Regions from separate parts of the Mus musculus genome. Here all the other regions are linked to region 2. Evidence: chromatin contacts called from public HiChIP or PLAC-seq and promoter capture Hi-C data. All regions are on one chromosome and are shown on one strand. Each heading gives the region's core, a stretch centred on a gene start, on an enhancer-like site or on the middle of the called end of the contact. The rest is flanking DNA. Distances are from core to core; before and after follow the strand shown. Region 1 holds the start of Cntnap4 (contactin associated protein-like 4). Region 2 holds the start of Adamts18 (a disintegrin-like and metallopeptidase (reprolysin type) with thrombospondin type 1 motif, 18). Region 3 holds the start of Chst5 (carbohydrate (N-acetylglucosamine 6-O) sulfotransferase 5). Region 4 holds the start of Gabarapl2 (gamma-aminobutyric acid (GABA) A receptor-associated protein-like 2).

Region 1 (7,284 bases), core at 292-2,791, 1.3 Mb after region 2:
TAGGTGGGTTCAGGTCTGCTGTGTATCATCCTTGTTTGTTTATTTGCTACAGCGCTTGTCAAGGCCATCACCCACAGGACCCTCTAAGATTTTGGCTAGGTGAAACTATACATATTTTACTGATTTAATGGGATTCCCACACATTCGATTTGAAATTGAATGGGAAGCACAGTCCAGCCTAGGAGTGAAGTTCTCTCCTTTGCCTTTGCAGAGTGGCAGGTAAATTCTGACATTAAATGAGCTCCTGAAAAATCATCAGTGGGTGGACACGAGCTCGTGGCAGTGAGTTCCCTGTGCCTTTCCCTCGTGAGGACTCTACAGTTAAGGCAAAAGAGGGTCTATGGCAAAGAGAGTTACCAATGTCTTGTCTCTCAAACCTAAAGCTGTCAGTAAGGCAGGTCCCATCCATTCCTGAGCAGGACTTATAACCCTTTCTTGTAAAGCAGAGAAAGAAATAGAAAGTTGTGTGTTTGCTTGGCTGTTTTTATCATACATAAAAAGAGGAAATTCTTCTATCTAAAGAATCTAAACCAAATATAAACTTTTAAAACTTTTCCTATTTCCAATGGCAAGCTGACGAAAGAGTTGGGCCAGGGTATTTTGGATGATATTTAAATTAAGCAACGAGACCATAACAAATGTTCCTCGAATCAATGAACTCAGCACTAAGACAATCAATCACAAATACATGAAGTTGAAAATTCAACCACTAGAGAACACTACTTAAGCGGGTGGTGGGGGAGGGGGAAGTCACCTGCACATTTCCCTTTAAGGGAGATGTAGGGATGGGTACCCATCCAGGAGTGCTCTTCTGCCTGAGGACACAGCTCTCCAGTGCTGAGCTGTGCCTCCACCAGTTCTGCCTGCCCCTGCCCGCGAAGTCTGCAGTATGTCTCAGCTATTAGCCTGCACCATTTCAGAGATGCAGCCAGCCACTGCTAAATCGCAAACTTCAGAAATCTCAGCTAATGCAGCAGAATATCAAGTCTGCGGGTTGTTTTCCTGGTAGACAAATAATCCCAATGAAATTTAATGACCTCAAGACAGGCGCAATGGAAGACGTTCCCGGGCTGGTCCCCCGATTAAGATGCTAATTTAATGTTTTACTAGAAGTTGAGTCTTCTCAATGAATATTCAAAGAGAGTGAAATTCTGCTAGTAAAAAAAAAAAAATCCAAATAACATATTGCATATTTTGACCAGACCAAGAGGAACCCGATCATATTTGCACAATTTCCCTGTAGTGCTTTTCCTAGCCCCGCAGCGATTCCAGTTGAAAAGATTAATCGTGAAAACAACAGAATCAAAGTTTTGCGCGGAGCCCCCCTGCAAGTTTTAAATCATTTGCTGTGTACTTACATGAATTCCCAGCTTCCACTCTGTTCCAATTTTGAGTAGACAACAGAAGTAACATCTTGAGAACAGCTCCAGCGACAGATCCCATATTCATAATTTTTGAGCTCCCCAAAATATCTCGAGTGGCTCTCAGAGCGCTGGAGACAGGTTCTCCTCAGTCCTTCACCCAGCACTGACTGGGTCTTCAGTATCTCTAGCTCTCTGGATCTCTTTCCTCCCCCTCCCTCCTCTCACGCGCGCGCTCTCTCCTCCTCCTCTCCCTCCTCCCTCCTCCCTTGCTCCTCCTTCCTTCTCTCTCTCCCTCTCCTCTCTCTCTTTCTCTCTCTCTTTCTTCCCCACCCTCCTTCTCCCCTGCCCTCAGTACTGGTTCCTCACAGAAAAGCAACCAGCTTCTGTCCTAACAAGCTTACACACTGCTGCCGAGGCCACGCCCACTCCTCGCACCGGTCTTAGAAATTTGCCCCAGCATCCTTCCTCCTCCAAAAAGCACAGCAGCAGCCAGCAGCTTTCTGAGCTCCGCAGCGGCTGCAGGTGATGGAAGCTGGACCTGGAGGCGCTGCCCGCTGCCCGCTGCTCCTGGCCTCCTCGGGGCTCCCTCCCCTCCCCTCTATTCTCCAATAAGCTTTAACCCATTTTGTGCCCTGCCACCCTTTGGGGTGAGGAAAGCAGCCAGGCAAGGAAGCCTTCTGATTTTCCGCAGGTCTTGTATTTGGCAGTACCAACCAACATAGTGAGCTATTTCCTGATTGCCCGGGAGTGTATCCAGGTAAAACTGCATTATGTTTCAAAACAAAAGCATAAAATAAGACAGAAATAACGAAGCAAGCGTTGGTGAATTGTAGCTAAAACTGTCCTCCGGGAAAACGCGTGCTGTTTTTCTCTGTTTCTATAAAACTATTGCCTTGTGCTCCGGTGCCAGGATTTTATTACGGAAATTCCTCACATGGGAACAGACATTCCTGCTTGGCAGATATTTAAAAATCATCTGATAATAGTCTGCGAGAAATTAACATTTCTTATTTTAGTTGGTGCTTCAGGAATACAAATCCACCCATGAAGAGTTCTCTGAGTAGACTGAGTTTTATGAAAGCATCCTTCTGGAAATAGGCAGCATTCCATAATCATGTTTCTTAATAGTAATTCCCAGAGGGCCCAAAATGGAAAATTATGGAATACTGAAAAAGGGAACCCCCTCCCATATGTGTGTGCGTGCACACACACGTGAGTGCACACACAGGTACACACTCACGCGCACACATTCACACACTGACAGGAATACATACTCACTTATACACACTCACAGGCACACATGCATGCACATATACATGTGCACACACATGCATACACTCACACACATATGCACACACTTATACATACTCACAGACATACAAATGGGTGCAACACACACTCAGAAAATCAACAACTACAGAGAATATTCTTCCAGTGGCCACTCCCTGGGCACTATTGCTTGTGTAGAATATTAAAGCACTCAAATGATAAAGTTAAGACCCCATACAGAGCGGCACATCACATGGTGTCAGAGAGGGTAAATCATCTCTTTAAAATAAATGTCAAGACGTCTTCCTGCTGATTTCCTGGGCGTCATCAAGGCAGGAATCCAGGAGCTCTCAAGCAACATCTTGGTGTTTGGAACCAGAGGCAGCCTTGCTGGGCTATGAAAAAGGGGGTGGGGTGAGAGAACCATCCATAAACAAAGCATAATTATTTAGCTCTTGACTTCAAACAAAGCCAAATGGATAGTTTTGTTTTTCCTATTTTGCAGGTGGAAAACCAAGAACAGAGAAGAGAATGATGTGCAGGATCATTGAGTTAGGAAGGAAAGAGGAAGCTAGACTGAGTTTTGTTTTTGTTTTGTTTGTTTTGTTTTGTTTTTTGGGGGGCTAGGGGGGCTCTGATTCTACCAATTTCATCCTCAGCCTTGCTGCCCCCATATCAGGGTTCACAGTACCCAGACTAACTCCTGCAACAACAACAAAAAAAAAACCCAGTCCTTCAAACCAGCATCAGTGAAAAGAAAGGTAAGGTCTAGATGTTTGCTGTGCTCCTACACCTAAATGCCTGGCTTTTGCTTTCTGGTCATAAAATATCAAGGAAAAACAGCTATGCATTAACGATCTATATTAGTAAGTATTGGGGGGCAGTGATTTCATTGCACACAAGCTATCTGCCACCTATTATCTAATTAAATTCTCAAATCAATATTTTGAAGGAAATGTGCTGTGCCTACAGAAGGGAGAGACTGGACCTTCTAGCCCTCAGTGAGACTGAGCCCTCAGTGAGACTGAGCTGTCCAGGGTACTAAAAAAAAGAAAGATGGAAAAACGTGAGTACAAAGGAAACATTGGGGAATGTAGTACAGTTGATAAAGTACTTACCTAGAAGGCACAGAGTCCTAGGTTTGACCACCCACACTATATAAACTATGTATGGTGGTACATGCCTGTAATCCCAGCAGTTGGGAGATTGAGATAGAAGGATGAGAAAGTCAAGATCACCCTCAGCCACATAGCAACTTTGAAGTGATTCTAGGCTATTTAAGACTGTCTCAACAAGGAGGAAAGGAAGGAAGGAAGGAAGGAAGGAAGGAAGGAAGGAAGGGAGGGAGGGAGGGAGGGAGGGAGGGAGGGAGGGAGGGAGGGAGGGAGGAAGGAAGGAAGGAAGGAAGGAAGGAAGGAAGGGATATGGACTTGACATTCTGGTCTATAGGCCTATAAAATTGTTGCCTTGGCTTTCCAGAAGGAAGTATTATCATCCTATTAAGCTTATCATGGTTTGCAGAAAACAAATGAGGAAATTTAAAGATTAGTATTGGATGAAAATAGGAATACACACACACACATATTATATATATACACACATATATAATTGAAAACTTAAGTCAACCTGAGCCTGACAGCACAGGCCCAGACCCCAATCATTCCAGAGGCTAAAGTAGGAGGACTTCAAATTCAAGGTCTCCCCCAGGCAATAAAACAAGTTTAAAGCCAGTCTGGCTGACTCAGTAAGACCTTATCTCAAAAATAAAAGGTGGAGAGGCTGGAGTAATGGCTCAGTGGTTAAGAGTACTTCCTGCTCTTGAAAAAGACCTGAGTTCAGTTTCCAGCACACACTTGGAAGCTCACAACCATGCCTAAGCCCAGTTCTAGGAAAGCTGATGCCCTCTTATAATGGTATCTGTGGATTCTGCACGCAATTGGTGCATATACATCTATGCAAGCAAAATGTGCATATACGTAAAACAAAAATAAATAAATCTTTAAAAAAATGAATAGCAAGATGGCTAGTGAGTAAGAGCATTTGCCTCTTCCAAGCCTGGTGACTTAAATTCAGTCCTCAGATCCCAAATGGTAGAAGGAGGGAATTAACTTCACAAGTTGTCCAATTGTCGTCTGACCTGTAAACATGTGCTGTGGCTTTTGCACACATATTCATATAACACACACACACACAGAGACAGAGACAGAGAGACAGAGACAGAGACAGACAGAGACAGAGACAGAGTAAATAAATAAGTATAAAATGTTCTTTCAGAAAATAAAATATACACTAAAAATAAAATCTGGGTATGTAGCTCAGTGCCTAGCAAGCAGGAGGCCCTAGGTTCAGTTCTCAGTGTGAAATATCTTAGGTGCTATTCAAGAGAGACCTTTCACACTGATAGACCAATTTCTTGAAAGCTTGTGCAGATTGGAAAGCACTGTCATTTCGAGTCCCTGTAAAGCCCTTTACTGTCTATTGACCACGGAAGGAGAGAGCTTATACATGGGAAATAGAGAAACCTAAATGTGAATGTATCTCCCACTACCATTTTGATGAAATATCTTGATGGCATTAGTTTTTGGTTTCCTTATTGGCAAAAGCAAAAGGAAAACACACACACACACACACACACACACACACACACACACACACACACACATATATATATATGAAATCATTGGTGTGCTTTCCTTGAGGGGCTGGGAAGGTCCACAACGGTGTCCTATGGAAAGACAGAGAATGTGGTAGCTGCCCAGTCCATAAAGCTGGACACCTTGGGCCCAGCTCTGGGGGCCTGGAGAGCTGCTTGTATTAAGTCACACAGAAAGGCTACAGCAGCTGGAGTCTGATGGCCAGTGAACAAAAGAAGCATCACTCAGTCAGAGTGGACTGAGTCCTGCTGGTAGACACGCACCCACTTCTCCAACAACACCCCATCACTCAGAGCACCAGTCCACTAGGTATTGCCTCCCACACTCAGGGCAAGCCTTTTTCTCCCAGTCATAGCCCCACACATTAGTTCTTTTAGGAAGGAGCTCCATAGACATGCAGAGATGCATTTCATGGGTCTTTGACATCTGCTAGTCCAGATGTCAACCATCCCAATGGTTCAGTTGTGTTTAATATCACCTACACTCACATCGTCATCCAACAGGTCTCTCAAGAGTGTGTTCATCTTGCAGAGCCAAACTTCTGTAGTCATCAAATACCAATCCCTCCACTCGCTAGCCCTTAGTAATCATCTTTCTGTTCTATGTTGAGTTACAGAGATAGTTCAAATATACAGAATCACAGGATGTGCCCTTCATAATGTCTCAGAGTTCATCACATTGTACCAAGTGACAAATGTCCTTTAAAAAAAAAAACATGATATTCCATTGTGCATATAAGCCACATTTTCTTTCTTCCTTTATGGGGCAATGCGCGTTACAATGCTTCTATGTTTTGGCTATTGTGAATAATGCTGAAATGAAAGAATACTTGCAAGTATCTCTTCGACATCCTTTGAAATATATAACCAGAAGTATAATTGATGGATGGCATGTAAATTCTGCTTTTGATTTTTGTGTGTGCATGTGTGTGTGTGTGTGTGTGTGTGTGTGTGTGTGTGCAGTTGTATGTGTCTGTATGTCTCTCTTGGTGTCTGTATGTCTCTTTGTGTGTGTAGGTTTGTGAGTGTGTGTAGGTGTGTCTTTATGTCTCTCTGTGTATGTAGGAGTGTGTGTGTGTATATGTGTGTGTGTCTGTGTGTCTGTGTGTGTGTGTGTGTGTGCCTGTGTGTATGTGCAGGTGTTTTAGTGTTTGTGGAGGCCTGATGTTGAGGTTATGTGTCTTCCTCAATTGCTTTCCACCTTTCTTTTTTTGAGGTAAGGTACCTTACGGAACCTAGAGCTCACTGACTTGACAGAGCTATCTATCAAACTCCAATATTTCCCTGTCCCCACCTTCCCAATGCTAAGATTACAGGCATGCCCCACTGTGTCTGGTTCTTGACATAAGTGCTATTGATCCAGACTCAGGTCTTCATGCCTGGACAGCAGGCACTTTATCAACTCGGCCATCTCCAGCCTCTCTATTTGTTTAAGGAACTTCTACACTGCTGATAAGTATTCTGATCTCCTAATGTATGCTCCCTTGTCTATGAATAGCGGCTTCCTCTTTATTCTAGTCACTGTCCTTGTCCATGACTTGTTAACAGTCTTATTATGCCACTGGTTTGGCTCATTGTTCTTGGATAACACTAGTTGAGGTTCCTGACTTTGCATGTATACTTTTCACCTCAGATTTAGGAGACCTGGGGCCCATTATTTTATCCGATATTCTCTTTCTCCCTTTTCATTCCGAAGCCCTGTGATCTGTTTTCTCTGCCTTGACTTTTCTGTACCCTTTGGTTTTTTCTTACAGCTTTCTAGCATGAGTGTTTGGGGTGCCCTGCCTTCAAGTGTGTTCATTCTGTCCTCCTCTGTCAGTCACCCCGGCCCTACAGCTCTGGATCTTCTACTTCCGGGTCTCTTCTCCGCAGCTCGTCTCTCGTTCCCACCATCAGTCACCTCCCACTGTTTTCCCTGTTTGATTTTTCTCTCCTGACTCTCTGAATTCACTGAACAGCCTTGTGAAGATTATTTTAAATCATTTGTGTAGCAATTCC
Region 2 (7,185 bases), core at 1,014-3,513:
CTGATTTGGAGTGGTACTGGTATGTAGTTGGTGAAGCCAGAGGGAGACTGCTAAATACTGGATGGTTACAATGCACAGGGAGTCCCCATCACAAAGAGTTGTCCATGTCCAAATGTAGTAGTGCTTAGACTGACACTTAACATAGACTATGTAATTTAGAGCTGTTTCCTTGGATTCTACCCTTGAACTTAGTCACTGAGGGGACCTGGAGTGATGTGGATAATTCTTGTTGCAAACTCATCTTAGTCTGTGGAAGAACATTAGCCAAGGACACAGTTATTATGCGCTGATTGTGGGTAGACCCTTCGCCCCTCCAGTTTCCTTTTGAGTTTCCTTGGTGCTGTGATTGGCAGCATCCTTGACAACAGTCCTTCTTTCCTGTTTAGCCTGTTGGTTAGTCACATGGTGGGGTAAATTTTTACTGCATGTCTTTGATGTCTAATTTCCTTTAGTATCCAGTTCTTCCGTGAAGCTACCCAAGGCGTTAAGTCACCCCATGTCATAATCTGCCGGATGCTCATGTCTGGATCCTAGACTCAATGGATCCTGGTTCAGCATTGCAGGCATGATGCACATGTAAGTTTCGCTTAACATATTATACAAAGAAATTCCCTCCGTTCGTACTTTCAAAGCCTACTTATGAAATGCATAGAAAAATAGACTTAGTTCTTACAATAACCTTTAGATCTATCATGATGGTTCCTGTTTAACATTTTGTAGGACAGGGGCCCTGGGAAACCCCAGTGGTTACAGAACCAGATGTTTCTCACTTTGAAGCCACGCCTTACCCTTCCAGCAGACATGTGCCACATTCTGCCTCTACAGCCCACGTTTAGCATCCACTCACTGTTGCATCAGTGAACAAGGCTGTGTATACTGAGCAATCACTTCTAAGACTGGCATGGACCTCATTTAGCTGGTATTCAGGGAACTGAGCAGGGCTGTCTCCTGTTACCACGCTTGGGTGTAAGATCTATCATGGCACACTCTAATGCTGGCAATAGTAGCGTAACTTTCTCCTCCATGACTTGCCTCGGTACCCCTGACCTGTCTACATAATCAACAAGCTTCCTTTTGGCTGATTTTTGGAGCTGATATATTCCCTACCTACACACAACACACATTCACTGAAATCTAATTGCTTTCCTGCATCCACCATACCTGCAGGAGATTTGTCTCCTGCCAATACCTTTCTCACCTAGCCACTACATGGTTTTGTTTCTGACCTGTTTAACACTTCCTTCATAGCCATGACAACAAACACCACCACCACCACCACCAACAACAACAACAACACCCTTTCCTACTTCAAGCTCTTCATGTAGACCTAATTTGGGGGCTTCCCCCTTCCCCAGTGGCATCTATAAGAGATGTCTCATGTCTGACAAGTTTTCTCCCTGCCTCCCTCCCTCCTCTCTCACAACTTCAACCTTTCTGGCTTAAGAGCCCCTTTGTGATCCTTACAGATACTTGCAATCACAGATTTCTATTACTGTTTTACTGTGGCTCAGCTACCCAATGAAGGTCTTGTTCCTCTGGCCTATGAAAGGCTATATTTTCTTCCTCACTACAAACTGTAGAGATCATAAGAATCAATTAAATGCATTGAGGAAATGGCTAGCCATACAGAATAGGAGGTACCGCATGCCCACCACAAAGCTGTTTCTTAGGACTAATACAAAGGGGTTTGGGTGTCTGGGGACAAGATTCAACTTGTTAAAAAGAAAGCATGGAAAAAACCATCTCAGAGAAGGGGTGTGGGGGAGGGTTCACACACCGGAGACAGTGACTACTTATTCACTGCCCACTGTCTATTCTTCAACTGCTCTGGATGGGATAGTTGCTGGTGGGATTCTGGGCAGCAGGGAGATCTTGAGTTCGCAAGAGCTTCAGGTCGTACATCTTTTCATCAAAGGTTCAGGGTTCCCACCTGGTCAGGGCAGGGGCAAGGATGTGGCACAAGAAAGAGAGCTGCAGAAAGTTTCCAGCAAGCCTTGGGTTTCTTCACCCTGTCACCAGAAGACACGTCTGAAAGTAACGCCTCTTACCTGCGCCTCCAGCGTCCAGGCTCATCTCTCTGTGCGCCTGAGCTAGGATCCCAAGGCGGACCCTGAGAGCTGCCCTCCCTCTCCTGGCGGTGTGTCCGTCCCTCCCTCCCCTTGACTCCCACCCGGCCTCCCCGCCCCCTCTGTTCCCTCCCTCGGAGCCCAGGCCTAGAAATCCCACGCCCTTTACTGCACAGGAGCTCGGACGAACCCGGGGAAACCTCCGGTCGCCAATCACGGAGCGGAGGAGAGGCGGGCGCTCGGCTCTAGCGCGCTGGGGGAGCCAGCTGGCTGCTCTGTGCGAGCCGCACACAATCACTCTGATACCGACAAGCGCCCAGACCCGCGAGCATCACCAACAGAGTTTCATAGCCACAGGCGCTGCAGACCGGGCTCTGGCAGAGCTCCCTACACCCCGAAGCACCTCAGGCCCGCGAGGCTAGAGCAGGGAGGAGGCTCGCAGGCTCTCGTGCTGCCATGTGAGCGGCGGCGGCCACTCGCACCTGGCGCCACACCTGGGGCTCCGCTGCCCGCGGGGGACAATGCGCGCCTGCCACAGTCACCGCGTCCGCACCTGACCATGGAGTGCGCCCTCCTGTGCTTGTGCGCCCTCCGGGCCGCAGGTCCCGGGCCGCCGTGGGGGCCCGCGGGACTGGGGCGTCTGGCCAAGGCAGGTGCCACCACCGAGGGGCGCGCCGCACAGCGGGGACGAGGGAGGCGCCCGCCCCGCGACGCTGCTCACGCGGCGGTGTCACCCTTTTCTTTCTTGCAGGCACTCCAGCTGTGCTGCTTCTGCTGTGCTTCGGTGGCCGTCGCCTTAGCCAGTGACAGCGGCAGCAGCGGTGGCAGCGGATTAAATGATGGTTCGTATTTACCCTCTCTCTGGGTACTCCACCATCCCACAAGGGTTTCCCCTTGCACTTTGGTCCCCTTTGTGTTAGCGTGAGATGTGGTAGGTTAAGGAGCATCTCCTAACCTGGCAGGTGTGTGCTGTCTGAGCAAAAGGCTCCCTGGTTAGAAAGAGGGAAGCGCAGCAAGGTCCTGTGAGCTTATCAGAAAATCAGTGCCTCAAGCTACGAGTCACAGAGATGAGAAAATAATTTCCCTCTTTCACAGATGGCTTGTTAAGAAAAATAAATCCGAACTTAAGTAAGAAATTAGAGAGGAAGTGGGCACCGGGTGGGGAATTGATAAAAGGCTCCTTCGTTTCCTTCCTCCGCTGGGAAAGCCACAGATTGAGGCTGAGAGGGGTGAGTGTCTCCCCTCCCCCACTCCACCCGTGTTTTCCTTACTGCTGGTTTCCCACTGAATACTCTCTCTTCAGTGACATCGCCTCACGGATGCCCAAAAGATGTCTTCTTTTGGGGGAACACCCTGTCGCAAGGTGCTTTAAGTCCCCCCCCTTTTTTTTTCTGTCTTCCAGCTTCAAAGATCTAGCACACGCTTCGGTTTTCTCATTTATTAACTCCACAGAACTCATAGAGAGAGAAAAACCCTTGTTCTCAGTGTCTCCCACTAGCAGCAAGAGGACAATTGATGTTTGCCCAGGGCTCTTTAGCAAGACCTTACAGGCCACCATGGCTTTCTGGGGATTCTAAATTTTTCATCTTTGTAGAATTGAGTCCTCTTGTCCTGGTGCAAGGGCTGACTCTGGGACTGAAAGCCACTAGAATTATGTGTAAAAGCTTCCAGAGATTGGATGTTTGGAGAATAGGAGACCCAGAAATGAACTGGACCAGCCAGAGTCTATAGTTTCTAAAACTTCCTTCCTGTTCCACCAGGATCTAATGGCTGGGGAGCTCTTCTGTCCCAGGCGTGGCCCGAAAGTACTTCTGTATTTTGTTTTTGGAGGCAGAGTCTCATGTAATCTAGCTTTGGAAAAGATGACCTTGGCCTTAGGGTCCACCTCCTTATTGCATGCCCAACACACCTGGTTTATGTAGTGATGAGGATTGAACCCAGGGCCTCATGCATGTCTGACAAGAACTCTGCTTACTAAGCTATATTTCCCAGCCCCTGAAAGGACCATAAGTAGCTAGCAGAGCACAGCACATTGGTTCCCCCACCCCCACCCCCCAACCTCTCGGTGCTCCCTCTCCAAGACAGGACTGAATGTAACCAACAGCCTGTATGTTCCTCTCTTGGAAACAAACTTGTAGCAGGTGTCTGGGGTAGGTAGGGGGTGAGGGGTCTAGATGATTGGCTAACACGCCTACATGGTCTTCCAAGTAAGAGCAGGTGCAATCTCAGATGGCCGTGCACAAGGAGGTAAGAAACACACACTGTAGAAACCGGAAACACACACTGTAGAAACCGCACATATGTTGGAAAAGGTTATTATGTAGTTAGGTATGACTGGTAGATAGAGAAAATGGGTTTTCCCTTTTTAAAAAAAAAAGCGAGGAAAGAAAGACGGCTTTAATCAAAAGCTACATACCTGCAGAACAACATATCAGAAATTTTTGAGAACTAAGATGTGTGCTGCTCAGTTTTAAGGGAAAGAGAAGGGAAACACATTTTTTCCTTTTATTTTCTGAAGAATATGTCAATGATAGGGTGTTTCTAGTTTCAAGGAGAGAAGGAGAAAATGAAAGAACCATAAAAGAGCTGGCCACACCTTAAAAGTCACAAATGGTCCTGTTGGGTGTCTTTACTAATTAAGCCCAATTAGAATTGTGTATTGTGTATCGATCTCTACACACCCGAGACTCCCTGATTCCTTAGCATCTTCTGTTTTTATTTCATTGTTGTTGACTGTTCAAGGAAGGGAATCCCCCTCCCCCCCCTTTCTCTTCTGCAAGCCAAGGACCCAAGTGACTCAAACATGCCTCTTAGTTGTTCGGAATCTTTCTAAACACTTTACAAATTAGTTTCCCATTCTGTGCCTAGAAAGTGGAAGTTTTTTTTTTTTTTTTTTTTTTTTTTTTTTTTTAATTCACACTGGGCATGCTCCACATCATCTTCTGGGACGATGCTTTTCAATTCCAATGTTTTGTGAAAGAAAGCAGCATACTGACTTTGCTCTTTCCTATAGCAAATTGTTTCCTCGCTGCCCAGCTTCCCCTAACCCCCCCACCCCGCCCCTGTACACACCCCCAGATCACACAGCAATTAGTGCTGTTCAGGGGAGCCAGGGGGAAGGCATTTTTAAACATGCCTTTCCAGGTGTCCCTGATCTGCCACGCCCCCTCCAACAAGTCTGAGCAGTTCCAAACATCAGCCTCTATCTGGATGCTTCTGATGGTTTGGAGGCATGTTTTTTGCCGAGGTTGTATTTTAGGCCTGGGATTAAACAGGAGAGTCCCCGGTGGAGGCTTCTTGAAACACTAAGGGAGATCCAAATGCTGGCGTGAGTAGCTGGGTGCCCCTTGTTAATGAGCCAAGGGGATAATCAGAAACAGCATATTTTATGAGTCATTCACAATTTAAACTCCATCAGGAAAGTTTCTAAGTTGGACCTAAACAAGGCTATCAATCAAATCCATCCTTTATACTGATTTTTTTTATCAACAATAATAAGTTACATATGATTACATATGGCTAATATATGAAGAGCCCCTGTATTTCCTTTCAGACTGAGAATTGACCCTTCACCCAAATATCTTTGAGATTTATCAAAGTTGCACTTAGCTTTTGGTTTTTGTAGGGTTTATTTATTTTTTAATGCTAGGCAAGTTCTGGGCCCCTGAGCCCCAATCCCAGCTATAGCATAAGCTGGCAGAGCCCGATGGCTCAGAATGCAGTGAGCCAGCCTCTCTGAATTCTCTTCACTGTTAGGTGCATGGAACAAGGTTTTTTGTGAGCTTCGGGGCAAGCTGCTGGAAAGTGGCCCTTTTGGCATCTTGGGCTCTGGGTGCTGACAGCTAATTTTTTGTTTTCCCATTACAGATTACGTCTTTGTCGTGCCAGTAGAAGTGGACTCGGGCGGGTCATATATTTCACACGACATTTTGCACCACAGGAAAAGGCGATCGGCACACGGTGCCAGCAACTCCCTGCACTACCGAGTTTCAGCATTTGGACAGGATCTACATTTAGAGCTTAAGCCCTCGGCGATCTTGAGCAGTCACTTTAGAGTCCAAGTACTTGGAAAGGACGGTGCTTCAGAGACTCGGGAGCCTGAGGTACCGCAGTGTTTGTATCAGGGATTTATCAGAAATGACAGCTCGTCCTCTGTGGCTGTGTCTACGTGTGCCGGCTTGGTGAGTCTGCCCTGCTCTAATGGAACTCGTTCTTTCGTGTTTTGTATAACTTGAATGAACAGATGTCCAGCGCATTAAGCTCCCTCTAGCCAACTCCACACATTCACACTGTCAGCTCTGATACGTATAATATTACAGATAATTATAAATTAGATTAATTGAATTAATCTAATCTGGTCTCTGGGAGCAGAAAAAAGAAAGAAAAATGAAAAGCAAAGAAAATATAATAGAACTTTAATGAGCATTTAGAACATTCTTTTGATGTTTAATGGCCTGGGCCCTTTCATTCCCCATGTTTGAGACGATCCCCAAGGAAATTAATTTGATGGATGCCATTCGCTTTGCAACGTCTTGGGAGACCAGGCATTCTACAAATCTAACCGGCTACATGCATCTCTGTTGCTTTGAAAGGGGAAAACTGCATTTTAATCTAGAATTGTGTTCAGCAGCCAGAGTTAGCCTACCTTCAACATGATGGAATTAAGGGGAGGGGTTTTTCTTTGTTTTTGTTTTGAAATTCTGTTGGTGGTGTAGTAGTTACAGAAGGAATCCTCTTAAAATAGGAGAGGATGTGTGGTACTGGCAGGGTGAAGCATGGCACCCTTGGAGGCAAGAAGTTTAAAAGCCCTTGGGACTCGAGCCTGATTTCCTTTCCATATAGTCTTTCTGTGTCAAACACCAGGCTGAGAATATCCACGTAAATGATATTCAGAATCCAATCAAGTAGACAAGGCAGTAAATGACATCCTAGGCTCTCATTTCATGTTGCAATGGAGAAATGTCTCAGACTGACAGCAGAGTTGGGATTGGAGACACGTGATGATCATGCTGTGGCATGGGCGGAAGGAAGAAAATTTGAGAGAGCCCAATTGGGAATTAGCTGGGGATGTACACATGGGATACAGCTTGGCTAAGCGAGAGGGGTGGCTTCGGGGGTG
Region 3 (7,076 bases), core at 3,511-6,010, 1.9 Mb after region 2:
CAGTATTTCTTCTTAATTTTATGCAGTACAATAGCAGCAATAAGCTAGCAATACAATTCCTGAAACTAAATCTGACAACTGCTGGCCTGAAAATCAATTCTTTCCCTCTTTATTTCATTCACTCTTTGTCTGTATATAAATAGTTTCATACAACCTTCATTCTCTTCATTCTCATACATTGTTCATTAAGCCTGATGACATGAGTTCTATCCCTGGGATTCACATGGTAGAGGGAGAGAGCTGGTACGCCTACACACACACACACACACAAACACAAGCACACAATAAATCTTAAAAACAGAGAAGAAACACTTTGGGATCTGTATTCAAAAATATTTTGGGCTAATGACTGTTTGTGTTGCAGTTACCACTGTCCTCAGTGACCCCAACCCGATCTGGCTGGTGGGCAGAGCCGCTGAAGCTCCGTTCGTGATCCATGCTGTCATCCGCTATCCCACGGAAGTCATTTCATATCCTTTCTGTTAGCTGCCCCGTGGTCGCTCATTTCCACTAAGAAAGGAGAGCTTCTTTAGCTACCCCAAGTAGGAACAGATGTGGGCCTCACAAGATAGGAAATTGCTGCAGCCCAACACAAATGACTGCCGTTCCCACAGCAAAGAAAAATCAATTTCCTGTGCCTATTTCTTTCTAAGCAATTCTTCTGAGGCAGAATTAACCATATTTATATCTTAATAATCTCTGGTCATCCATTTTATCTGAAGAGTATTTGAAATATTCTTTCTATTTCCCATCTGACCTGAGCTCCGGGGTAACGGCGTCTTACGTGTAGCTGTTGCCTCCTTCCGGGTAACGGCGTCTTACGTGTGTAGTCTCCTTAGCGCCTTGTACTTACCAGCCAGGGTTCTGGGAGATGATCAAGTTCGCCTGGATCCAGTATGTCAGCATCCTGCTGATCTTCCTCTGGGTGTTTGAAAGAATCAAAATCTTCGTGTTTCAGAACCAAGTAGTGACCTCTATCCCTGTAGCCGTGCCCCAGGGAGAGATACGGAAAGAGCACTTATCCTGAGAAGATACCCCGTCAGGAGCCCGAGGGACCGCGGCTACCTCATTCCTGTCTTCTGAGACCTGCCATCTTACAACATTTCTGCGAAGAGCCCACCGGACACTTTCAGGCCTGCATGTTTCACTTCAGAGACAACGGTTTTTCCAGGGCTGGACTGCACAAAATCCACGCCTTCAAAGCACCGAGGGAACCCACAAACACTAGTTTGTGGAAAGGTCTCAGGGTGGCCGGAGGCTGTGATTTTCGTTTTGTTTTGTTTTGTTTCTGGTTTTGCTTTGCTTTGCTTTGCTTTGGCCTTGAATTTCAGGGAGACAATTACTGTGAGTTCATACATCTTTGAAAGAGCCCCACCTCCGGTCAAGCGAAGAGTCTTTTGAGCTGGGACGCCCTGCGCACTCCTATCTCCTATCATAAGCTAGCCGCTTTCTTAGCCTCCCCAGGGGCTCTCACAAGAAACACGCAAGCCCCGAGTACATTCTACTCCTAGGTATCTACACAGTGCCCATTCAGAACTTTGATTTCCAGAACTGAAGCCTCTTAACTGGAGACCGAAAGGGGGCAGGCCAGGACCTAAATACAAGCGGCTCAGAACCGCGTGCTTGCTGGCGGGTAACTTAAGGGCAGGAGGACCAGACACCTGCCCTCAGGCTAATAGGTGGGGGTCTGTCATCAGCTCAGCTGAACGGCCCTCTGTTCCTGGTGCGGCTGGCTCTGTGCCCTGTTTCTTGCCCTCTGTCTGTGCCCCTGGGATGGCGGCTGGAGTCAGAAGCGCCTGCTTCATTCAGTCCGTCCGCCTACCCCCTCCCTGCACCAGGGGAGGATGGTGGGCTTCTAACAACTGGTTCTTTCTCCCTGGCTCTCACCCAACAGCCTGGCCACTCCTCCTTGATGGCCTTCCCCCTTTCTGAAAGGATGTGGGTGACAGAGGGGTTGTTGTTGGCATTGGCTTCCACTGCCTGACAACCGCAGGGTTTATTTGGAGGCTGAGCTGAAAACTCAGTTGTTTTGCAGTTCCCTTGATTAAGGAACAGAGTACTTAACAGAGGGGAGGCTCTGGGGGAAGGCATGAGGAGGGTGAGGAAAGAGGCTGAGCAGAGCATCTAAGCCAGCCTGGCCATTAAAGGAGTGACAAGAAGCCTAGCCAGATAGCCCTGTAATCTATAGAGGTATGTATCTACAAAGACATCTACTCTGCATCCAAAACTGTTATTTGGCCCCGTTCCTTCCCCTAGCAAGTGTGCTCTCCTAAAAAACTCTGCCACATCATTAGCCCTGCCCTGAAAGGACTTCCCTACCCCATCCCCCATGCCTCCAGGTCTAACCACAAACACTCCTCACCACGTGCCTCAGTTTACCTTGGAGACATCCTTCTGTCAGGCTGAGCAAAGTAAGAATTTTGAAAATAAAGCTATTTTGAGTATTCAGGGAGAAAAACTCTCTGGTACTAGTTTCTCCGACTTAACACAGCTGATTATGTGCCTGAGTGGGGTTTTTTTTTTTTTCTGAAGATATACATGAAAAAAATGGTCTCTGATTTCAATTTCAAAAAGGTTATGAGATGTGGCTCAGTTGGAAGAGCGCTTGCCTGGCACACTTGGAGCCCTGTGTTCCATCCCCAGCTACACATAAACCTTTATGGTGGTGCAAGCCTATAACCCCGGTGCATTGTGGGTGGAGGCAGGAGCAGAGAAATTCAGGATCATCCTTGAGTTAGAGCCCAGCCGGGGACACTTGAGACCCTATCTCAATAAAATAAGGAAATGGGGTTGGGGCATGATCAGAAGTATATTGTATGGAAAAAAGATAGCAAGACACAGAAAGATGACCAAAGATACTTTGCATTAAATTAAACTATCCTGTGCAAAAATTGTACTGAGAACTCAATGATGTTTTATAACTTTCTAATTAAAATATTCCAAAAGAACGTTTCCCTTGGCTTCTGAACGGCAGGGACCCTGGGTGTGTGTGGGGTGGTGACGGTGGAGAATAGGGAGAGAAGAGCTTCCCCGTGGTTCTGACTGACTGACTTTAATAGCCGTCCTCTGCCAGTGCCCTGCCTAAAGACGCTGGCGCTTTTGTTAGGTCTTTGGCAAAAGTCCCCTAGTAACAGAAGATTTTTTTTCATTGGAATCCATATGGCAAGTGGGAGGCTCAGGCTGGAAACTTACAACTGTGTTTGGTGAGTATCAGCTTTTCAGATCAGATGTTGGGTGGTTCTAAGCCTACTTGGCACAGAATGGCAAAAGGAAAAATAGTGGAAATATATACAGAATTGCAGCTGAGCTCTAACCCAGAGTCTGAGTTGATTACTCATCCCGGGAAGGTGGATGGGGAAAGGTCTGATTTTGTCACTTGATCCGTTCAGATTCTGTTTGAGTGAGGTGAGGCCTGGGTCCCCCCTACTCTGTTCATTTCTCCCCCCCCCCCCCCACTTCTTCACATTCATGCATTTCAAAGTAAGTTTTGTACATTTTTGGCCAGGTAAATTCTAAAAGTGTCTCCTGGAGAAAATATGTAAATCTCACGAGCCTCGATTAAACTTATTTAATGTTATGGAAACAGGGTCTTGGAATGTAACCCAGGGTGGTCTTACACTTCAGGTAATCCTTCTGCCTCAGTTTCTCAAGTGCTGGAATTAATTACAGGAATGATTCACCAAACCTGACTTTAAATTTTTGTTTTACTTTTCAAAACAGGGTTTCTCTGTAGCCCTGGTTGTCCTGGCACTCACTCTGTAGACCAGGCTGACCTCGAACTCAGAGACCCACTTTCACATCCCGTGTGCTGGAATTAAAGGCCTGTGCTGCTACCACCCAGCTCTGAAGAAAGTAACCGCCATCTAACTTTACCCAGAAGTTAGTAGACAGCATTCTCTTAGAATGCAGCTATTTATTTATTTATTTGTTTATTTATTTTTGTGCTCATTGTAGCTTCCCCGCCCCCTGTGGTAAATACCACTTCTTTGAAAGTTATATATAAATCTTCATTGTTGGTTTATTTCCTTAAGATAGATTCAGAAAGAAGTTACTAGCTCAGAAAACTCATGGTCATGGTTAAGGATCCTAATTTTATCTTGCCAAGCCGCAAGCCCGGAAAGGCTCCCAGAAGGGACTTGAACCCCCACCACGGATTTACAAATCTCCCACAAAGCCCTGCCTTCTGCATATGCTTGGGCTCTGCCCTATTACTTGTTAAGAGGAGAAATCTCTTTTCTGCGATGTGTCCAGTGTTTATCTGGACCTGCACCTCTGGGTAGAGGCGTGTACCCGAAGGGGATGGCAGCTGCAAAAACTACCTGTTCCCTCGGCCCCTCCCGACTCCGCTGTTGTTTAGGAGGCATCCTGGTCCCCCTGGCATCAAGGTGTCTGTTTGGATAGTTGCAAAGATGCCACCCTCAGAGGAGGGGGCAAGATAAAGATTCAATTTCCTGCACAAGGGCCTTTTGTCCTCTGGAAGCTTCTTCCCTCGGGACAGATATTTTCGGTCCATTAGTGGGGCCGAGCGGTGGCTCTGCCAGCAGGCTTGATGATCCATCCACCCCACCCCGTGGGGGGCGGTCAGTGTTCCGGGAGCCCACCTGTGTCCTCCACCTTCCTGCCCTCGCCCCCCTCCCCCGCCCCCGGGCGTGGCCCACCACGGTCACGCCTGGGAAGGATAGAGGAGCCCTAGGCCAACTGGCTGCCTCCTTGCTCCGATCCCGCCCTGGCTCCCGCCGGCGGCCCCAGGCAAAGAGCCACCACCGACTGAGCGGCTCTTTGTGTGCGCCCTGGGTGCGCAGCGCAGAAGCGCAGCGGGCAGCGCAGGTAGAGCGGGGCCGGGACGGGGGAGGGGACGGGGTGCCTGCTCCAGGGTGGGGGGCCCGGGTCTTCGTGATAACTAAGGTTAAGGATAACTAAGGACTCCTGCACCCCAACATCTCGTTCTTACTGCTCTTCCGGGATTCCTATCTGGTTTTCTCCAAGTGTTTCTTATATGTTAGTACCCCATCGGTGCCCTCTAGATTCCCGGGCCGATGTCACTGGATGTCCCTTCTTCGCTGTGGGATCGTAAGAACGGAGTCTGTCCCCGTGGATTCCCAGGGAAGAAGGACTGCTTGTGGGGTAGAAATCGGAAGGGACCAGTCCTAGGAGTCTTTGTTGAGCCTGGGGAGAGAGCGGTTCTCCTCTGGGCGGCAGGGCCAGTTCGTGGGCAAACTCCAAGCTTTCGGGTATAGATGAGTAATCAGGTCTCCAGGTGGGATGTTCCATTTCAAGGAGGGATTTGGACTGAACTGGAGACGCAGCTCTCGTAGCTCACCGGTCTGACAGCTTAGCCAGGCTTGGTGGCGAGAGTGAATTGTGTATAATGTGTGTCATAGTGACAAGTTATGGTTCGCAGGGCTCTTGGAAATGGTCAGTCCGCCAGGGGCTTCACCCCTCCTTTCCCTCTCCCATCCACTAGTAGTGCATCATTTTAAGCTTGCTCAAGAGCTTTGTCACAGAATGCTGAAGAAAAAAATTAGTTTGCAACCAGATCTAGAATTTGGGTCTAGTGGCTTGGCTTTTCGATGTTCAGTCTTGGACACAGCAGTGGGTTTTCTTGGCCGCAGTATGTGCTGTGCGCACCCCAAAAAATGTTCCTTTCTCTTTCCTCCTAATACATAGCAGGAAGGGGAAACAAATTCAATTCCCCCCACACTTCGGAAGGAGGGCTTAAGGGTTCTGGGATTTGAGGCCTGATTACTTGGTACGGTCCAGGCTGTCACTGTAGCCCAGGGTGGCCTGGCCTCCAACTCATAAATTCTGGGATTACAGGACTGTGTTGCCATGCTCTTAGCTAAATACACCAAATGCTGTCTTTTTTTTTTTTTTTTTTTTTTTTTTTTTTTTTTTTTGAGACAGGGTTTCTCTGTGTAGCCCTGGCTTTCCTGGAACTCACTTTGTAGACCAGGCTGGCCTCGAACTCAGAAATCCACCTGCCTCTGCCTTCCGAGTGCTGGGATTAAAGGCGTGCGCCACCACGCCCGGCTAAATGCTGTCTTTTTAAAGATGAGGGAATTGAGGCTCGAACACGGGGGGGGGGGGGGGGGGGGGGGTAGGGGGGGAGGCTGGGGCTAGGCTGACTGGAAGCCCGGGTGCAGAAAGAGCTACATACAGGGAAGAGAAGACAGTGGGTGGGGTGACTCGTTCTAGTCTCATTTTACGAAGGAATCTGACATAGGCTATGAACCCAAAAGCCAGGCTTCCAGCCATGATTTCTCAGTCTTCTGTGTTGTGTGCACTTGTGTTTTCTCTGCCTGTACTAGCTGCCTTTTGTTAGAGTCAGAGGGTCATCAAAGTCTGTCTGGACTGCTGTGCTAGGGGTTTTCTTATGTGAGGAATTTCTCTTAGGTTCATAGAATAATATAATTATGACTCAGATCACAAGATCACCTGACTAGTGGTTTTGTTTTTTGTTTTTTGGGGTGTTTGTTTGTTTGGTTGGTTGGTTTTTTGTTTGTTTGGGTTTTTTTGTGGTTTTTTTTTGGGTTTTGGTTTTTTGGTTTTTCGAGGCTGGGTTTCTCTGTATAGCCCTGGCTGTCCTGGAACTCACTCTGTAGACCAGGCTGGCCTCGAACTCAGAAATCTGCCTGCCTCCCAGGTGCTGGGATTAAGGGCATGCGCCACCACTGCCCGGCTAAGACTAGTGTTATTTTAAGTGCTTTAGAAATATGAGCATCCCCGTCTTGAGTCGGAGCCCGTAAGTTAGGGATACTATGTCCTCTGTTTTATCAATCTAAAGTAAAAAACAGGCACAGAGAGATTAAGTAACCTGGTCCCTCCGATGGAACAGGGTCCAGCTTCTAGCCTCACTGGAGGACACACGCCATGTAGATTTGCACAGACAGGAGTATACTGGATGGTACTGACAGCCTTCAGCATCACCTAAGACAAGTCCATATTGAAATTTCTCCCATTATCTTTAAGATAGCTTCTAGAGATCATTTTGTCTTGTTTTGTTTCAAATTGAAGTATGTCCTACGACACCGTTTGACTGTTTCAACTTCCTTTCTTCTCAACTAATCCTTTTTAGT
Region 4 (7,567 bases), core at 4,974-7,473, 1.9 Mb after region 2:
AAAAAACCACAAAAAACAACAGTAACTCAAAAAACAAAGGACAACCCCTTCAGGCTTGCCTCTTTGTGTATACAGCATCTGTATTCAAAACTACAATACTAACCCGAGACTCTCCGTGCTTAGCCCAGGGCTCAGCTCTCCCCATAACCGATGCACTCTATTCAACCTCAAGCACCACTGCCCCTCTGCAGCCTGTCAATCATGGCAGAAGGACCAGGGCTCCTGCACGCCTAGATTCCTTTTCTCTCTCTGCTCATCTCCCCAGCCACTGTGCAAGCTGCAAGCATGGCATGAATGTCGGAGGCTCCGGGGTTCCCTAAGGAAACTGCCAGACTTTGAGGAGATGGTGAAGCTGAGTCACCACAGCTTTAGGCAAGAGACCCTGCTGTACTTCCCTTTGGGCTCTGATGGATAGTGACATTTGCATGGGTCTGAAATGCCACGTGCCTCTTTTGATTATTCTCCAGTTTGGGTTTGGGATTTGATTTTTGGAGGAGGCCTCAACTATATTCTCCAAGGTAGCCTGCTCCTGCCTCAGCCTGCTAAGAACTGGAACTACAAGTGTCTACTACCCCAAACCTGGCCCACAAATACATTTTGCTTTGTTTTCATTTGTTTGGTTTTTCTAAGACAGGATTTCTCTGTGTAGCCTTAGTTGCCCTAAAATTCACCAGGCTGGCCTTGAACTCAGAGATTCACCTGCCTATGCCTCCCCAAAGTGCTTGGATTAAAGGCGTGCAGTCAGCACTGCCCTGGCTCTAAAACCTTTTCTTTTTGTCTAATACAAGGTCTTTCTACGTAGCCCTGGCTATCCTGGAATTCACGAGGCTGTATGGGACTTACAGAGACCCACTTGCATGCACCACTACAGCCCAGCAACAAATATTTTTTAAAACCCCCAAAGAAATACAGATTAGCCTGTAGGGCAAAAAGTCAGTAACTGGGACCTTAAGTACTAAAGGCCTTCATGCTCTGTCCTGAGGAACCAGAATTTGGTTTCTGGGGTCTGATCACTAGGCCCTAGATCACTTCAGTCGAATGTAACCTGCTTTAGGGTAGACTCAGCAGACTAGAAAGGCAAATAGAAGAAATAAAAATGGTCTCGTGTTTTTCTAGAAAGAACCTGGAGTGAAAACGGCTCTGATGTGACCTCTGTCGCACCACTTCACTTCCAATCGATTTATACTTCAGGGACAACAGGAGAAGGGTGAGGAGACACAGAAGCCATTCCCATCCCTAGACATTAGGGTCCATTAGAGAGGCCTGAGCCGTTCCCTTCTAGAGCTGAGTGCATGGCTTAGTAGAACACTTGCCTGGCAAGACAAGGCCCTGACCTGGGTCCCCACTTAGTGCCAGAGGACAGGCACTAAGGACACTAAACCAGTGCCACTGCTGCTCGTGTCCTACTTCCTCTCCAGAGGTAGGAAAGCAGGATCACCAAGGTGCCATGCAAGGTCTGGAATCCATCAAGGATTTACTTCCTTCTACCTTAAGGGGAGCAGAGTGGCCCCACAGATGCCCCAGCTTCCTCCTGGTAAAATAAAGTGCACAGCCATCAACAAAGTGCCCAAGAGCCTCTGAATGAAGGCTGAGAGAGGCAGAGGGATGACAAGACCTCCAGAGCTATAGGTGGCACAGAAAGGTAGCACCCAGTGGCTCAGGCTCTGAGTCTTCAGGCTCTGGCTTTCCTATCCCCTCAGGCCAAGTATTTATTGGCTTGTCTGAAGCTTCTGCTATTCTCCCGAACTTCCTCTCTACCAGAGACCAGAAATAGATAGTACAAAGATTTACAAAGAAACAGTACCAAGACAATAGCCAATCTTTCACCTTAATAGAAATAAGATATAAAATTTGACTTAGCTCTCTTTTGGAACTTTTTCTTTTCTTCTTTCTTTCTCTCTCTCTCTCTTTCTCTCTCTCTCTCTCCCTTCCTTCCTTCCTTTTTTTTGATAGAGTCACTGTAGAGCCCAGGGTCACTGTATAGGAATTCTTTAATTCCCAATCAAACTAAGAGCTGTGTGTGTGTGTATGCGTATGTGTGTGCATGTGGTCCAGTATGCCACCACATCTGGCATCTTTTGTAGTTCTCAGTGAATCTTGTTCCTACAAACTAGGCTAGCCCCCTAGCTAGTTTAGGTCACTAAATTAGATGTAACAAGGAATCCCCACTGGGGAGACACATGAAAGCTGAAATATGACTCAGGGTTTTAAATGCCCAGTCATTAATGGGAAAGGAGTAACCAAGTCTCAGCCAAGCTAGTCGATTTTCCTTCCCCAGGGGAGTTAAAAACAGGCTGTGAGCTACATGGCCCCTGCCTAAATTCTGGTCCCTGGTAGAGAGAAAAGGAAACAGTTTAAATGAATCAATGAGACCCAGGGCTGGAGAGATGGCTCAGGGGTTAAGAACACAGATTGCTCTTCCAGAAGTCCTGAGTTCAATTCCCAGCAATCACATGGTGGCTCACAACCATCTGTAATGAGATCTAATGCCCTCTTATGGTGTATCTGAAGACACCTACAGTGTACTCATACAGATAAAATAAATAAATCTGTAAAAAAAAAAAAAATAGATGAGACCCTCATCGCAGGCCTCAGTTCTACCTATGGCTTATGGCCAAAAAAGTTGTGAAGGATTTGAGGAGTAATTTGTTGAGGGCATGGGGTTTGCACATGTGTGTGTGGAGGCCAGGTCAACACAGGGTATCTTAGTCAACTTCTGGGTGCATGTTAAAGTCCAGATCTGGGTCTGGGGAGATGACTTACTCTGTGAGCAAGTGGACCTATGTTTAGATCAGTAAGCTCAAGGTTCAGTGAGAGACCCTGTCTCCAGATGTATGCTAGAAGGCTTAAAGTAAAAGCTCTAGTCAGGAAGCCTTACAACCTGAGTGCTAATGTGGAAGAGAATCAACTCCAGATGTTGTCCTCTGAACTTTACACAGATACAAGCACACACCCATATACATCAAATAACACCAGATACTCTTAAAATTAATTCAAACATAAATGCCCTTAGCCATCCCCTAAAGCTATTGATATGCAAATTAAGAGTTGGGTGTGGAATAAAAATTTTTTAAAAGTGAAAGTAGCTGGGTGTGGTGGAGCACGCCTTTAATCCCAGCAGTTGGTATGCAGAGGCAGGTGGATTTCTGAGTTCAAGGCCAGCCTGGTCTACAGAGTTCCAGGACAGCTGGGGCTACACAGAGAAACCCTGTCTCGGAAAAAAAAGTTGGGTGTGGTAGCTCATGCCTTCAATTCCAGGGAGGCAGCAGGATGAGTTCAAGGTCAGCCTGGTTTAAAAGTTCAAGGACAACCAAGGCTACATAAAAGAAACAACCCACAAAAGTCACTTGATATGCACTCACTGATAAGTGGATATTAGCCCAGAAACTTAGAATACCCAAGATACAATTTGCAAAACAAGAAAAATCAAGAGGCAAGACCAACGTGTGAATACTTCATTCATCCTTGGGATAGGTAACAAAACACCCATGGAAGGAGTTAGAGACAAAGTTTGGAGCTAAGACAAAAGGATGGACTATCCAGAGACTACCCCACCCAGTGATCCATCCCATAATCAGTTACCAAACCCAGACACTATTGCATATGCCAGAAAGATTTTGCGGAAAGGACCCTGATATAGCTTCAGTGAGGCTATGCCAGTGCCTAGCAAATACAGAAGTGGATGCTGCTCACAGTCATCTATAGGATGGAACATAGGGGCCCCAATGGAGGAGCCAGAGAAAGTACCCAAGGAGCTGAAGGGGGTCTGCAACCCTATAGGTGGAACAACAAAATGAACTAACCAGTACCCCCAGAGCTTGTGTCTCTAGCTGCATATGTAGCAGAAGATGGCTTAGTTGGCCATCATTGGAAAGAGAGGCCCCTTGGTCTTGCAAACTTTATATGCCTCAGTACAGGGGAACGCCAGGGCCAAGAAGTGTGAGTGGGTGGGTAGGGGAGCAGGGCATGGGGGGAGGTATAAGGAACTTTCCGGATAACATTTGAAATGTAAATAAAGAAAATATCTAATTAAAAAAAGGAGGAAATAAACTATCTTGAAAAACCAAAAGAGAGAAAGAGGGAGGGATAGGGAAAGAGAGGAAGGGAGGGAGGGAGGGAGGGAAGGAAAGAAGGAAGGAAGGAAGGAAAAGGAAAGGAAGAAGTTGTACTAAGAACACCTCCTATGGTTTGAGTTTTATAAGCGGCGAATGGATTTCCAAGCCACAGGCCCAGCTAGCAAACACTTCTTACCTGGACTGTGGGACTGTCTTGTCCACAAACAGGAAGATGGCCTTCTCGGAGGGAAGCTGGATCCTTTTCCTGATGATCCACATGAACTGAGCCACAGTGATGTCCGAGGGGACCAAGTACTTCCTCTTGTCTATGTCAACAATCTGAGAGCCCGAGACTTTTTCCACGATCACCTGGGAAAGACGGGTCAGAAGCTCAGGCCAGTCCTCCACAGAGCAACTTTTGCCTGGAATCCACAAAGGCTGCTACCTGGTTCCCAGCACTGTGAGAGGGACGGCGAGGGAGAGCGAGCTCCAGCACTTACCCACAGGGCTTGATTGCTCCAGTCTGATGAGCAGAGTGTGGACAAGGCAGTGTGTGGGAAACGGCACAGATGAGTAAATCAATATGCCCACAGCTCAAGAAGCCCCGCTCTGGAGGCCCAGAGCTGACTGATATTCCTCATTTCTGATCTCAGCGTTTGTAAGAGAAGCACAGCTACAAAGCTTTCTATCTTCTTCCAGAGACAGGGTCTCTCTGTTAGTCCCAGATGTCCTGGAACTGTAGACCAGGCTGTCCCCAAACTCTGAGATCAGCTGCCTCTGACCCCTGAATGTTGGGACTGAAGGCACGTGCCACCCCACTGCAAGGGTAGCTCTCTAACATTTTATCTAGGCCGATGAAAAGATTGATCTGGCTAGGGTTTCATCTGTCATCTTTTGATCCATAGATAGACCCTGTTAGAGCATTCCAATCCCCAACAACACTGGAAAGAAATGGATGAACTAAGGGCAAAGCTATACAACTACAGCCACCCAAGAGCCGACATTTTCATTTGGCCTGTTGCTTCTCTCTGAACAGTTAACATTTATCCTCCTGCTTCTCAAAGGGACTGTTTACAAGCAAAGCACTACAATAGTAAGACTTTATGTCCTTCAAAAATCAATAGTGATATCAGAAACGATCGCCCCAACTAGGGCAGAAAGCAGAAATAAAGCAACATACTTATTGATTAGAGGCAAAACGAGAGCATTTCAGATTTGTTAGTCAAACAAGGATGGCAGAATCAGGGTAAAGAGAAACTCGAAGTTAAAGGTCCAGCGTTAAAGATGACTACCTTGAAAGGATGCTACCGTATCCAACCCCAAATGCCAGTCTCCCTCCACCATCATTCCCCAAAGTGGCAGTGACCTGTTGCCCTGTCCTAGAACACGGTTCCTTACATAATTGGTGAGGGAGCCGAGAGGCTGCAAGCAGCTTGCTGCCCTAGATCGGGAGATTCAGCACTGGTGCCCCTGGACAGCACCAGCCCCTTAAGCCCCAAGCTTGGGCCGGCGGAACCCCAGGCTGTCCTCGGTCTCTGGGCTACACCTTGAGACCTTAAGTTCTCAACTGTTGCACGGCCTAGCGCGCCCGCCCGACACCTCTCCTAGACGCTAAGGGTGACAGCGGGGTGAGGGGGCGGGGAGTCCACACTCACCGGAACTCGGTCGGGGTACTTCGCTCTGATCTTCGCGGATTCCACGCATCTGTGTTCTGGGGAAGAAGAAAACCAGGCTGACATTCGCACTTGCCGGACAGCAGGGCCGCCGCTGCCGGAACCCCTTCTTCCTGTCCGCCCTTCTCCGCCCGCAACCTGCCTGCGTGCGTACGCCCCGAGTCCTAGCCCCGGAGTCCCTCGCCACAGATCCCCTCAGGAACTCCCAGCGAGATCCACGTAGGGCGACACGGGTCCGTGGGAGGCGCCAGGATGCCGGGGCCTTGGCGACCCAGCGGGCCCGGCAGGGCGGCGGGAGTGGGGGAGGGGCCGCGATCTGGGGCCCCGCAGGCCGACCGCGCTTACCCAGAGAGTGGTCCTCCTTAAACATCCACTTCATGGCGACGGGAAGCGACGGAGCCGGCTCTTCGAGCCGCGGACTTCGGCGAAGCGACCACAACAACAACGGAGGCGGCGGCGGCAGCGACGACTACTCCACAGGCGGGACTTCCGGCTGCCGGAGCCTAGCAACCTCCCGGGGCGGGGCTTCCGGCGGGCCTGGTAAGAGCTTCAGTAGGCTACGATTACGTGAGAGGGCGGAGCCTAAGCGGAGACCTAGGAGCGCTCCTGGGAATGGAGACTGACGTAGGTGGCTGGGAAGTCTGTGAGTGACAGTGGAGACTTTAGGAATTAGTGACTGGAATGGAGTTTCAGGATTGTGCATGACAGGCAGGTCATGGCTCATAGCTTGGAACGCTTGTAAAGGGCTCTGGAAGGGGAAGTCTGGGGCTTAAGGAGAAATGAATATTAATTTTTGGCTGGGTGAGAAGGCGGGAGCTCGGCATGGAGGGATAACCTGTTCCAAGCGCTGTGTGCAACGAGTACTGGTGACCACCTAGAGGTCTAGTATAGGAGTTGTTGCACCTAAAATTTGATTTAAACAAATCTCACTTCCCACTCACGAATACATATTTTAAACATTCATGAACACTTATGAACAAGTACCACACATACTCATTTAGTCAACGGAATATCCCTGATCACAGAGATTCTTTATCGGAAACTGTCAGAGGCGAAGTGCCAGTGTCAGGCGGGGAGGATTCCTGGGAGAGCTGGTCATAAGACACCCTAGGAGAAGGAGCTGGCAGTGGGAGTGGCTCGGCACTAACCCTGAGCTGTGGGTGTCACCTGCCCTAGGCACAAGCCTCGAGGTTCCACCCCTGTCCAAGTCGTAGCATAGTCATCCAGGAAGTCGGCTCTGGGTCACCATCTGTTTATGCACTGGTGAACACAGAACATGAATATGCAGTTAATCGGCCACCTGACCACGTGCTTATATGATCTGCCGCATCTGTAGAGCCAGTGTTTGAACCTTGTCATCAATCATTCCCTACAGTTGAAATTCCTGATAGATGCTGTGGCTATAACTTCATTCTGAAAGTATTTGTTATTTTCCACTGGGGGGAGGGGAGAGACTCAGTTCCCAGCAGGTAAAAACGCTTGGTGCCAAGCCTGCCAGACGGAGTTCAATCCTGAGGACCCAAGTGATGGAGGACAACCTGTTTACAAAGGTTATCTTCTGGCCTCAAGGCATTCACTGTGGCAAGCCTCCATACACATACACACCCAGATGCAGGGAAGATAATGAAAATCTTAAGGAAAAAAAAATTTAATTTAAAGAACTTTTAAAACTTTGTGTTAGCTGGGTGTGGTGGCCCATGCCTTTAATCCCAGTACTTGGCAGGCAGGTGGATTTCTGAGTTCAAGGCCAGCCTAGTCTACAGAGTGAGTTCCCAGACAGCCAGGGCTACACAGAGAAACCCTGTCTGGAAAAAAAAAAAAAAAAAAGACTGTGTCTGA

The links. Promoter capture Hi-C pulls out the DNA fragments that hold promoters and counts their contacts. HiChIP or PLAC-seq counts read pairs in DNA pulled down with a chosen protein or histone mark.
Region 1: a contact with region 2 is called in a promoter capture Hi-C map of liver, with 6 times the contacts expected there. The contact joins the promoter of Cntnap4 here to the promoter of Adamts18 in region 2. A contact is called at or near these places in 6 of 39 promoter capture datasets (the 3T3-L1 cell line, hippocampal neurons, liver and 2 more) and 1 of 9 other capture datasets (liver).
Region 3: a promoter capture Hi-C map of hippocampal neurons shows a contact between it and region 2, with 2.7 times the contacts expected there. The contact joins the promoter of Chst5 here to the promoter of Adamts18 in region 2.
Region 4: an H3K4me3 HiChIP or PLAC-seq map of embryonic limb bud shows a contact between it and region 2, with 11 times the contacts expected there. The contact joins the promoter of Gabarapl2 here to the promoter of Adamts18 in region 2. A contact is called at or near these places in 1 of 39 promoter capture datasets (hippocampal neurons) and 2 of 115 datasets of contacts at active chromatin or transcription factors (astrocytes and embryonic limb bud).

The regions. Positions count from the first base shown.
Region 1 is chr8:112,564,300-112,571,583 of GRCm38.p6, reverse strand. Cntnap4 (contactin associated protein-like 4) reads right to left here and starts at 1,541. Exons shown (of 24, transcript NM_130457.2): 1 at 1,359-1,541. The coding sequence starts at 1,449. It overlaps Gm26994 (predicted gene, 26994), which reads left to right and starts at 2,009. Exons shown (of 6, transcript NR_132433.1): 1 at 2,009-2,121; 2 at 3,293-3,394; 3 at 3,586-3,699.
Region 2 is chr8:113,843,917-113,851,101 of GRCm38.p6, reverse strand. Adamts18 (a disintegrin-like and metallopeptidase (reprolysin type) with thrombospondin type 1 motif, 18) reads left to right here and starts at 2,263. Exons shown (of 23, transcript NM_172466.3): 1 at 2,263-2,715; 2 at 2,818-2,908; 3 at 5,934-6,247. The coding sequence starts at 2,626.
Region 3 is chr8:111,907,883-111,914,958 of GRCm38.p6, reverse strand. Chst5 (carbohydrate (N-acetylglucosamine 6-O) sulfotransferase 5) reads left to right here and starts at 4,760. Exons shown (of 2, transcript NM_019950.2): 1 at 4,760-4,827. It overlaps Tmem231 (transmembrane protein 231), which reads left to right. Exons shown (of 7, transcript NM_001033321.2): 6 at 365-470; 7 at 850-2,952. The coding sequence ends at 1,027. Gm36531 (a long non-coding RNA gene) reads right to left here and starts at 853. Exons shown (of 3, transcript XR_879201.2): 1 at 758-853.
Region 4 is chr8:111,939,359-111,946,925 of GRCm38.p6, reverse strand. It overlaps Gabarapl2 (gamma-aminobutyric acid (GABA) A receptor-associated protein-like 2), which reads right to left and starts at 6,223. Exons shown (of 4, transcript NM_026693.5): 1 at 6,074-6,223; 2 at 5,711-5,766; 3 at 4,252-4,424. The coding sequence starts at 6,107.